Regions from separate parts of the Mus musculus genome. Here region 2 is linked to region 1. The links are chromatin contacts, called in public Hi-C maps. All regions are on one chromosome and are shown on one strand. The core of a region is the stretch at or near the end of the contact, and the rest is flanking DNA. Distances in the headings are between cores, read along the strand shown.

Region 1 (5,914 bases), core at 3,397-5,896:
GATACCACCCTGACAAAATACAACTTAGAGAAGGAAGTGTTGGTCTGGCGTGCAGTTTTAGGTTACAGTCATTCCAGCCCCAATTTTCTCCTTTCTATTCAGTCTAGGACACCAGCCGCTCACATTCAGTGTGGGTCTTCCCATATAATTAGCCTAATCTAGAAAATCCTTTACAGACATCCCTGGAGGTTTGTCTTTATGGTGTTCTGAATCTTCTTAATTTGACAATATTAATTAGCACTCTGTACTTTCAACAGCCTTCATACCACCGACAGCTTGGAGGTAGGTTGGGGCAAGATGGAGGGTAGGATCCACAAGGGTAAGGCAGGAGAACAGGCAAGATCCATGAGTATAGTGCCAGCAAGGGGATGTCTGGGCCATCCGGTGCCCTCGAACTCTTTGGGTCAGATAAACATTCGAAGAGCACAGTTAAATTCAGCAACTTGACACCCATAGCAGACGGTGCCTTGGCCCTCCTCTGAAGACAGCAGCTTATCTCAGCAGAGGCTTGTGAAATAAATGCATACTTAGTGAAAAGTCACAGGACAGCTATGGACCCCAGGGACTCTGACCAGGGAGACCTCCCACATGGTCCTGTCTTTAACCCTGCAGCAGGTTCCATCACCTGCCACGCAGGTGTCTGGGTGGCTAGCTGCTTTCCTCGAGCTGATGCAGGGTAGAAGTGGAGATGCAGGAAGGAGGAAGCCCCTCATCTTGGTCCACCTTTCCTGCTGACTGAGCATCATGACACAAGAACTCAGCTGATCAAGTCAAAACTGCCTGCAGAATAATGTGCATTTTCCTAAAGCCAGCAGACAAGGATGCTCAAAACAACAGATGAACCATGCTTACCTCCAACCAGAACACTTCTGCCCTTGAGTTTGATGCTTACAATCTCATGTATGGATCTTTAAGAAAAATAAGAAAGGCAGTGCATATATATTTACTTAACTTAAACTTTTTAGTTAAATATTAAGTCTTTAAACCTCATAAATTGTATTCTTAGAGAGATATGACTCAGAAAGATTCAGAAGCACATAGCCTTTTAAAACCTAAGCAGGGTTCTCTTAAGAAGCCTGTACCCATGAGGGTGTGTGCGCTATCCATCCTTTCCCTGTATATCTGTCTAGACAATAAATTCATTTACTTGACTTCACTATGACTCATCCAGATATTCTTTTTTCAAATATTTATTTATTTATGTTGACAGAAGCCATCTAGGAAAGGCTATGGCAAGCAAATGTGTCTCCTGGAGATGGCCCACAGTTTGGCATGGCTGCAATGGGTGCACTCTGGAGAGGCACAGCCCCGGAGACTTGGTCCCAGGATTGATCCTCACTGCTGATATGCTTTTCCTGTCATTATTACATAGCCCAGTGATTCCTGGGTATCAGCCCACCCTATTGGGTAAATTCCCTACAAATCAACATGAAGATGAACATTCATGAATTAATGCTGTTTAGATGAATTAATTATAGCATTCCTGATTTGATTCAAATAAATTTAAGAAGAAAGTTTTAGGAGATGGTTTTAGTTGTTTTGCCACAAAGATGTAATAAAGTTAGAGTCAAGAAAAGAATGCTCCCCCTCCTCACAGAATAGTAAGTAAAGGCTGCATAATAAGGAATACAATGAGGTTTCATGAATTGCACTAAGAAGAGAATTACACTTGTGAAAATTGTGAAAGGAAAAACGCTCATTGTAGGTTAGGTCCAAGGATAAAGCCACAGGTGTCCACTATGATAGAGCAAGGCTATGTGACATCATTGCTTTGAACTTATGAGCTTACAGAATGAAACACTGCTTTTAATATCAACATCCTTCTGTAACTCCCCTTGTATAAAACGTGTAACATTTTATCTGTGAGGTAATTTATAAAGAACCTTTGTCTAAGAAGGTATAAGAACTCAGAAAGAATAAATAAAGTGTGGCTTTCGGGGCTTTGCTCCATCCACAAATGAATAAGTATATGTCTGTCTGTCTCTATATATGTAGATATATGTATATAAATATGCATGAGCATTGTAAAAATTGATGAAACAGGTGGTCAGGCCCAGCCAGAGAGAGTACGTGTGGCTGTGTGCCTAACCTTCATCTTGTTTTCCTTTTTATTTCCTCTCTGGCTCAGGAAGAGTTAACAAACTCTGACTCTCTTGCCTGGCTAGCCCAGGGATCCTTGAACCAGAAAGAAAAGATCCCAGGTAAGTAAGCCTTTTCCTTAATTTCCTCCTGCTATAAGCAGGAGTTAAATTTCCAAAAGCCAGCAGCTTTTGGCCACAAACTAGCAATGAGTTAAAGAAAGAGTTAAATTGCCAAATGGATTTTGGCCATGCAATCGACCCCATACCCTCCTTTCACTGTCTTCCTCTGGGAACTGGATGCTGGGAAATCCTTGGCAGAGTGTTTATTTGGATGTATATTTATACACTATATAGGTGCAGTGTCCATTGAGGCCAGAAAACAATATGACAGATCCCTGCAACTGGAGATACAGGTGGTTGTGAGCTACCATGCTGGGTAATGAACCTGGGTCCTCTGGAAGAGCAGCTGGTGCTTTTAAGCCCTGAGCCATCTCTCTATCCCCTTGTCTTGAAATGCTTTGTGTACACACATACATATGTGTACATGTGCATATGCATGAATGAGTGTGTGTGTAGGCTAGTGTTGGTGTCAAGTGCCTTCCTCAGCCACTTTCTTATGTGAATATCTCTCTCTCTCTCTCTCTCTCTCTCTCTCTCTCTCTCTCTCACACACACACACACACACACACACACACACACCAGATGACACCAGTGAGAGACAGTGGAAGGCTGCCAGGGTGGCTGTTTCAGGGACCTAAGTGGACATTAGCCTTGCTTGATCCCTGGGCCTCTCTGCACAAGTGAGGGTAACAGGCTTGACTTCAAAGCCTGTATCCTGCTGTCAGTAACATCCCTGTGACATTTAACCACCAACAACCATGTCCAGATGTCAGCCATTGTATTTGATGGGGGAAGGGGCGGGCAGGAGATGCGCAGGTACCACCTTCACAGCACAGGTGCTGTTTTTGTGTAATATCTTTGCTCACAGTGGTAAGGGTCAGTTGAGAGCCCCTTTGCTGGAGTGAGGATATCTATGAGTGCAGATCTGAGGATGGCAACTATGGTAGTTACACTTGGTTATCAACTTGGCCCACTGAGAAGCAGGAACTTCAATTGAGGAATTACCTCCATCAGATTGGCTTATGGGAATGTCTGGAACTTTTTTTTAAATTATTGCTGGTGTGGAAAAGCCCAGCCCATTGTGAGTGGTGTCATACTTGGTTTGGTGGTGGGTCTGGGCTATATGAGAAAGCTGGTTCAATGTGAGCCTTGGATCAAGTCAGTAAGCAGCATTCTTCCATGGCCTCTGTTTCAGTTCCTGCTTCCAGGTTCCTGCCTTGACTTCCCTTGATGATGGACCATAACCTATAAGCCAAACAGACCCTTTCCTCCCAAAGTTTCTTTTGATATTGATGTTTTATCACAACAACAGATGCCAAACTAGGACAAGGACCCACTGGGACCCAGCATTGCTGATCACAGTTCCAAGACAAACTGACACAGACACCTGAGGTCCCATGTAACAGCTTTTTCTAGACCCCAAACCTGAGCATCCCCTCTCTGCAGAAGACTTTCAGGCAAACATCCAGGTACTATAGCCAGGGCACCCAGGGCAGGTTGCTCTAGTGGAGCCAGGCTGTGATGGTTCATGTGTGGCCCTGAGCCAAACTTCACCTTGTGGCCTCACTGGTGAGTGGGGGGTGGTGAGATTATCCCACTGAGAATAAGGGCCACACCAGAATTGGCTTGTGATATCTTACTGCTATTAGAGGAGTCTGGCTCAGGCTTAGAGACTCCACAGGGCTGCTTGCTCCCACCCAACTGTGGCCCAGCTCATGCTAAAGCCCATGGGTTGCAGTGCACTCTCCCAACCCCCACCCACTCCCACTCAGAGCCAGAACTCAACAGAAGTCCACTCAAGAGTCTACAATGCAGGAAGTGGGGACAAACCTTTCAGATACCCTGATCCTCTATGAGTTTGGGCTCAAGGTCCCCAGGACTGTGCAGCCACTTGGGCTGCAGAGGCAGGCAGAGAGCCTCCTGCCATGGCCATCTGCATCCATGTGCCTCTGCACAGCTAAGTGCCTTTGGGAGCTGGGAGAGGGATGAGCGGAGGTCCACCATCTGTCCCTCTCTGTCCATGGGGAAGCTTCAAAGCTGCCAGCTAGGCCAGGATGTCCAGCTGTTCCCCTCAGGAGAAAGTCCAGCATAGTCTGTAGAGCTGGCTCCCACAGCTGTGATGGGGCCTTGAGGGACCTGTAGGCTTCTGGCTGATCTTTACTTTAGAAGATAAACATGCTGATCATGGAGAAAGGGAACATACACCCTTCACCCTCCAGCTTGCCTCTGTTGGCAGAGCCATGCTTCTGAGCAGCTTCAGGCTGAATGATGGCTAAGGAGGATCTGGAGCAGGGTACCACAGCCCCTGTTGCCCTAGTATACTGCACAGCTCACCAACTGGAAGCTCCTCCCTCAAGCTGGCAGGCCAGCTGATTGGTGGCATTGACAGAATACACCAAGTGGGAGGCATGGATGCCAATTCCAAACCTCTCCACTGCGTGGGCAGCTGTCTAGTTACTAAGACACTCGCTCCTCTCATATTGGAACCCTCCCGGTTTCCTTGCCTCCTGTCCTTAGGAGCTGCCTGCTAAGTCTTGTAGCTTTCTTAAGCCCTTCCATCCCTCTTGCTGCTGTAGACTGCTTTAACTCCTCAGGGACACACTTGAGGCACACTGGATTCCACAGACTGTATAACATCCTGACCCTGAGTACTACCACCCAGCCCACATGTCCGAATGTTTGCAACACCTCAATCCTCTGCTCCAGTGTACCATTGCCTAGCCTCTGGGTGATCTAGGAACTCACGTCCTGGTGTTCTTTTCCTCAAAACTAGGAGTGGTACTTGGTGAAGAACCCTTGCTGGTTCCCATCACAGGATTTAGAGTGGCACGGTATGGTGTTCTGGCTGGTTTTGTGTGTCAACTTGACATAGGCTGGAGTTATCACAGAGAAAGGAGCTTCAGTTGAGAAAATGCCTGCATGAGATCCAGTGATAAGGCATTTACTTAATTAGTGAACAAATGGGGAGGGCCCATTGTGGGTGGTGCCATTCCTGGGCTGGTAGTCTTGGGTTCTATAAGAAAGCAAGCTGAGCAAGCCAGGGGAAGCAAACCAGTGAATAACATCTCTCCATGGCCTCTGCATCAGCTCCTGCTTCCTGACCTGCTTGAGTTCCAGTCCTGACTTCCTCTGGTGATCAACAACAATGTGGAAAGTGTAAGCTAATAAACCCTTTCCTCTCCAACTTGCTTCTTGGTCATGATGTTTGTACAGGAATAGAAACCCTGACTAAGACATATGGCAAACAAGAAGTTCAGGTCTTACCCTTCTTGGCAGCCCTGGGAATAGACACTGGGGAAGAGGACTGACCACTTCCCTAAGTATTATCAGTTTTGCTCTAAGTTCATCCAGGATCTCGAACAGGTGGCTCAGATCATCCTCACCCTGTGGGACCAAGCAGACTCACTGGCTGCCACAGTGCTAAAACACCATCGAGGATCAGATCTACTAACAGTAGAGAGAGGTGGTCTTTGCCTTTTCCTTAGGAAGGAGTGTTGCTTTTCTGTCAGCCAGTTGGGTATAGTAAAAAATAAGATCCAACAGCTCCAGATGGGTCTCCAAAAACATAAGAAACAGCTCCACGCCTCTCGCCAGTAGATAGCTGTCAGCCCGGTATGAAATTCTTAACCCTCTGTCTCCTTTTTGTGACACCCTGCCTCCTAAACTTCTTGTCTAGATTTCTTCAACAACAGATCCAAAAGATGTCCTACCAG
Region 2 (5,914 bases), core at 2,256-4,755, 300 kb after region 1:
AGATTATGAATAAACATTGGCTTATGGGGGCTGCTCACTGCTAATGGCAAAACCTCCACACTTACAGATTAAATTTAAGACATGCATATGGAAAGGGACTCTGGGGAGGCCAGACTCCTGCTTGAGCAAATCTTACAGCCACTGTGGGAGGGTGCACTGTGTGGCCCCTGTCCCTAGCCAGGGTCAGGAGCACAGGCACGCTAGAGTCTAGGAGGAGCCCGTGTTCTCCAGGGGATCCAGGAAGATGCTGTAAGGGGCAGGGGGCAGGGGGGCAGGGGCCACCTTGGGACTGTTCACTGGCATGGACTAGACTAAGGTCAGTGTGTGACTTCAGCCAACGTGCCTTCAGGAATCTTTAGGGCAGTTAATAAAATCAAGTCGCAGAATTAACTCTTGGTGGTCAGCTGCAGCCTGTCAGATGACCCCTGAAGAGCTCCGAGGGACATCTGGGGGTGGCTCGCCGGTGTTTTGTTAAACTGTAATATAATCATCACACCAAAAATTTTAGCCTTTTAAAGTGCATGGCACAACAGCTTAGCTTTGCTTCGCTTCTCTTCTCTTCTCTTCTCTTCTCTTCTCTTCTCTTCTCTTCTCTTCTCTTCTCTTCTCTTCTCTTCTCTCCTCTCCTCTCCTCTCCTCTCCTCTCCTCTCCTCTCCTCTCCTCTCCTCTCCTCTCCTCTCCTCTCCTCTCCTCTTCTTTTCTTCTTTTTATTCACATAGTTCTGAAAAACCTCAGTGTATTGAATTCCAATATGCTCTAGTGCCTTAACTATAAAGCTGGCACCCAAAACAGTCTCTTGCTTCCCTCTCTCATCAGCCTTTGGCAGCCACCAACTCTCCTGCTGGCTCCGGGCAGTTCATGTCATGGAATTCATCAGAAGATAGTCTTTCACAAGTGACTATTTTAATTTAGCAAAAGGCTTATCATTCTTTTTTTGTGGCTAATTCCTTTGCATTTGCATATACATGGCACATTTTATCAGTCTCTGGATGGGCACTTAAGTTGTTCCCACCCTTTGGCTGTTTGTGACTCATTTTTGGCTGTGAACATTCAGGTATAGGTTTTGGTTAGTCTATTCTGTTCTCTCAGGTTTATATGTAAGGGTAGAAATGTTGGGTTGTGTGATGGCTATGTTTAAGCACATGTGCAAGTGCATGTGTGCACATGTGTGTGTGTGTTATGTTTGCATATGTGTGTTGGTGTATGCATGCACATGAGGAAGCCAGAGGAGGACATATGGTGTCCTGCTTTCTCACTCTACCTTATTCCTTTGAGATGGGGTCCCTCCATGAACCTGGAGCTTGACTGGTGGCCTGAAAGCCCCAGTGAGCCCCCTGTCCCTGCCCCACACAGGGCTGGGTTACAGGTATGCATGTAGCTCCAGCCGGTTTTTTATGCAGCTCTGTGGTTTTGGATTCAGGTCCTCATGTTTGTGCAGCAAGCACCCTTACCTACTGAGCTATCTCATCAGCACTGATTAACATCTGAGGGCCTGCCAGGCTGTGGTTGGCTGTGACTGGCATTGGTGAGTAGCTTTGCTCTGTGGCTCTGTGAAAGTCACACACACCCCCGTGCTGGAAAAAGTTCTTCGAACTGTAGGCACAATGCTACTTTGCTGAAGCAAAGTACAATATTATGTGGGCAGGTACCTAGGTTGGATGTAGCCTCTCTCTCTCTCTCTCTCTCTCTCTCTCTCTCTCTCTCTCTCTCTCTCTCCCCCTCTCCCCCCCCCTCTCCTAGGGTGCTCAAGAGGTCAAGAGGAGTATGGCTTAGTTCTTTACAGCCTTATAAAAATGGGACCTTCCATGGGTGCTGAAGCACAGTCGTGGGAGACAGAATATACCTGTTCTTGAGCCAGGAAAGCTTAGCTTCCCAGCCATCCCACACGCCACCTGCTTCATGCTTATTTGATGCTGTTGAAATTCCTACTGTTTTGGACAAAGGGCCCTGCTGTCTCCCTGCGCCAGGTCTCACAAACTTGTCATCAGGTTTTGCTGGCCCCAAGGTCCCTCCATGGATCCCTAGAGATCTTCACCAGTAGACCTCTGGGGAGGAACACACAGATTAAAGGTCATCTGTTCTAAGTGCCTCTAGAGCTGGCTACGACGCTGGTGGGAAAGGCAGGCGTGGACCGTGGAGGTGCCTGGCTGCTGGGGTATGTGTCCAGCTCATGCACTTAGTGAGTTGCTAATCTACTGTGGGGGAAAAGCAGCTTCATCCACTCTCAGCCAGAGCTGAGGTTGTGCACCAAGGCCTCAGCACTTGTAACAGCCCCATCCTTCAGGTTCTTTGCTTTGATTAGAGCATCTGTAATGTGTGTGTGTGTGTGTGTGTGTGTGTGTGTGTGTGTGTGTGTGTTTGCCTTAGGTTATATCTGCACACAATGCTGCCAGCTCCCCTACAAATGCCACTCAGTCTGGTGTAGCTGCTCCACACATGCTATTGACTTCCACAACTTAGTAGATTCCCTTGTCATCCGCACTTAGTGGGCCAAGATGTAAGTGTGCTCTTTGTTTGACTACAGCAGGTTCTGACACTTCATCTTACTGGAGGACTCCCAAGGCAAAGGAAGAAGAGAGGGCTGAGCAGCATAGACTAGAACTCTCTCCCTGAGGGTCACACACCAGACTCTCAGCTAGAGGACCTTTCCTGAGGGTCCAGATCCTCTGTCCAGCTGCTAGGAACCGTCCAGAAGCTCCATTGGCACACATGTTCTTCCACAGCTGGGTGTAAGTAGGCAGTGAGAGAGCTCATGGCAGCTTCGTGCGCCGGGCAAGCCAGCTGGCACCTCCCCATGAAATGCAGCACTGTAACCCTCACAGAACACCAGATGAGAGATGCCCGTGTACACATTCATGGCAGGGTGCAGAGGCATGCCATAGTGTGTGCATACACATGAGCACACGTGCATGTGACATACATGTTCATGGGGGCATGCATGCATAGACACATATCTGCACATGAGTGTGTACATGACTTATAACTGCAATATGTTCAGGTGTCCTCACTGTAGTCAGACCTACAATAAGTATATGCATGATATCACTTATAACTGCATGTATGTACATTCGTAGTACTTAGATTTACATGAATTTGTGTGCACACACACAGTGCAGCTACACATATGTTCATATACTTGGTGCTTGCACCTGTACATGTGTGCACACAATTTTCACCTATACACGCGTGTGCATGTCCTTTATATCTGGACACATGTGCATGTGTGTGCGTTCTGTTTTCTGCGCCATTACCGAAGCCCGAGGCATGCTCCATGCAGGCTCACTGTGTCTGCCCAGCAGTCAGGTGGATACACGACTCCTGTACTATTTGGGACAGAGCTGTCCTTGAGTTCTGGCACAGATACAAAGCCCTGGTGACGACCTGACCCAGTTCCCATTCCTGAAACTCCGGCTTCCCTCGTGGACAGTCCTAGAAGGAGTCTGATTGCCAGGGTGACTGCCTCATTTGTCATCCAAACGGGGCCGCTTCCAAGAGCAAAGGAGAGCAGCAGAGCTGTGGCCGCTGAGGGAGTCGGCTGACCCACTTTCTCCAGGAGCTGAGGTTCCCTGGCCTGATGCAGGCAGTGCTCCCCCTCCAGGCAGAAAAGGCATGTAGTCACTTACTCTCCTACCCCCTACTGGCCAACAGAGGCTGCCTGATGCCTGGAGCTGGATTCCAGGCAGGAAGTCTGACATTGGGTGACATTTGGGGAAAGGCCATATTTTCCTGTGAATCTGGGCCTGCTGAGGAGGCTGGTACAGGCTGATGATAAGTGGCCATCACCTAGGAAGGGTCTGTAAGGGAGATATAGAGATATAGGGGTGCCCTCTACCTGCAGCAGAATGCTCACCCTATCCCAGAGGGTACCATGACACCAAGGGCAGATGCAGGGGATGAAGGGAGAGTTACCTCTCACACAGGGGCTTAAGCAAATACGAATACTCAGGACTCCCTTCCACCCATCTGGTTAGCCAGGTCTACCCAGAAATGTCATGCAGATCCTTGGTTAGCCAGGTCTACCCAGAAATGTCATGCAGATCCTTGCTGGAATGGTGACAGCTCTGTTTTGTGCAGCAGCTACTGCCACTGCCCCCTCCCACCCTGCCCTCTTTTCTTTTCCACACTCCTTGCTGCCCCAGGCTGTCCCCACCACTTTGTTTCTCCTACAAGTGAGACCTGCAGGGAAACCAGCTTACAAATGTTCACTATCTCTTTCCACCACATGGGGCCCAGGGAGAGAACTCCAGTGGTCAAGCTTAGAGGCAAGTGCCTTTGTACCAGCTGAACTAGCTCACTGGGCCCAGTTGGAAACCATCTCCCTTGCTTTGGAAGACAATCAGAATGCAGGCTGCAAATTAAGATGCCAAACAAAGGCTGCAGGGACAGCCTGCCTCCTGAAGTTCAAGGCCCCCTTCTGTCTGAACAAGGAGCAAAGCATCAGGACATCCCACACCTCTCTGCAGCCCAGACTCAGAGCACTGAGCGCTGTGTGTGCTGTTCCAGGTGCCAATGCTCTTCCCATTGGGCTGCCCTGGCTGACCCTTCCTAACTCAGCAGAGAAGGAAAGGGGAAGGATAGAGGTCCTTCCCCTCCCCTGCAGGCTCAGCACCCCTCCAGCCCTTCCCCTTTTCTTCACAAGAGGCCTCCTTGACTTTTATGGCTTCTTTGGGCCCCTCTTCTTTTGTCTCTCAGGAGGTAGTGGCACTTTATCTACCTTGATCATGACCTCTCACTCACTGCCTCAGAGCCCTGTGGGTATCCAGGCTCCATGAACATCTATCCTGTATGTGAGGTGGGACTCCTGTCCACACACCAGGAGCTATCTGCATTAGGCTGCTGGCTCTGGGACAGCTCAGACCCCCATGGTCAGGCTTTTGTTACTCAGCACCATGTCTGCTGAGCCCCTTCAGGTGTGAAACTCCTTCCTAAGGTCAGGACCCTCCCTCCATGCATGTCTGAGGACTCATCTGCCCAGCAGCAGAGGAGGACTTAGATTGCCTGCCTTTAATGTTTCAAGGTATATAATTTTATGGGAATAGAATTGCCATGTTAAACTTTTTGAGAAATGGTAAAAATGTTTCTATGTGCTAGAAAATTGTGTTTGCATATGTGTGTATACATGTGGGGAAATCAACCCGTGTGTGTGTGTGTGTGTGTGTGTATAGGGTCAACTGGTCAACCCCAGCTATTTCTCCTTAGGACATGTTCCACATTGTTATCTGAGACAGGGTCTTTCTCTCTGGCCTAAAACTCATCAAGTAATAGGCTAGACCCAGTAAGCCCCAGGAATACACCTATCTCTTCCTCTTTGGGTCTAGGCTTGCAGCTATACTATATATATAACCCAGGCTGCCTTAGAACTTACTATGCAGACCAGGCTGACATCTGCCTGTTCTTGCTTCCTGAGTTCTTTGGATTAAAGGCATGTGGCAATATGTCCAGCAACCTTTTTAAAAAATTAATTAATTAATTTACATGTTTGTTTATTTATTTGTTTGTGCCAATGCTCTTCCCATTGGGCTGCCCTGGCTGACCCTTCCTACCTCAGCAGAGAAGGGGAAGGCTAGAGGTCCCCTCCCCTGCAGGCTCAGCACCCCCAACCCCCAAGCCCTCTGGGATTTTATGTAAATCATGCACACACAAGATCCTGAGAGACCAGAGGAAGGCATCAGAGAACTATGAGTTACAGGTAGTTGTGAGCTGCCTTGTGAGTGCTAGGAACTGAACCAGGCCCTCTGGAAGAGCAGCCAGTTATCTTAACCACTAATCCATCTCTCTAGTCATGCATTGACCCTTTTTCAAAAGGGTCCTTGGACTTAAAGTCGGGTCCTCTTGTTGGTGCAACAAACACATTAACAAATGAACTATCTCCCCAACCCCAAAGTTCTTGTATCTTCCTACAAAGGAAGCCAC

What was found. Hi-C and Micro-C count contacts between places; a contact is called where the count stands out from the background.
Region 2: a Hi-C map of cerebral cortex shows a contact between it and region 1, with 2.4 times the contacts expected there. The contact joins two enhancer-like sites. A contact is called at or near these places in 10 of 484 Hi-C or Micro-C datasets (the HL-1 cell line, cerebellum, cerebral cortex and 4 more).

The regions. Positions count from the first base shown.
Region 1 is chr7:143,901,190-143,907,103 of GRCm38.p6, forward strand. No RefSeq gene overlaps it. Among named protein-coding and RNA genes, the nearest start is that of Mir6404, 29 kb to the right of the region's middle. Within about 2 kb of position 4,647, at least 11 of the 459 cell types and tissues checked have an H3K27ac peak or open chromatin away from gene starts, as enhancers often do. A contact at or near this core is called in cerebral cortex and cortical neurons, where this site is marked.
Region 2 is chr7:144,204,531-144,210,444 of GRCm38.p6, forward strand. The region is part of intron 4 of Shank2 (SH3 and multiple ankyrin repeat domains 2); the gene reads left to right. Among named protein-coding and RNA genes, the nearest start is that of Shank2, 32 kb to the left of the region's middle. Within about 2 kb of position 3,506, at least 24 of the 459 cell types and tissues checked have an H3K27ac peak or open chromatin away from gene starts, as enhancers often do. A contact at or near this core is called in cerebral cortex and cortical neurons, where this site is marked.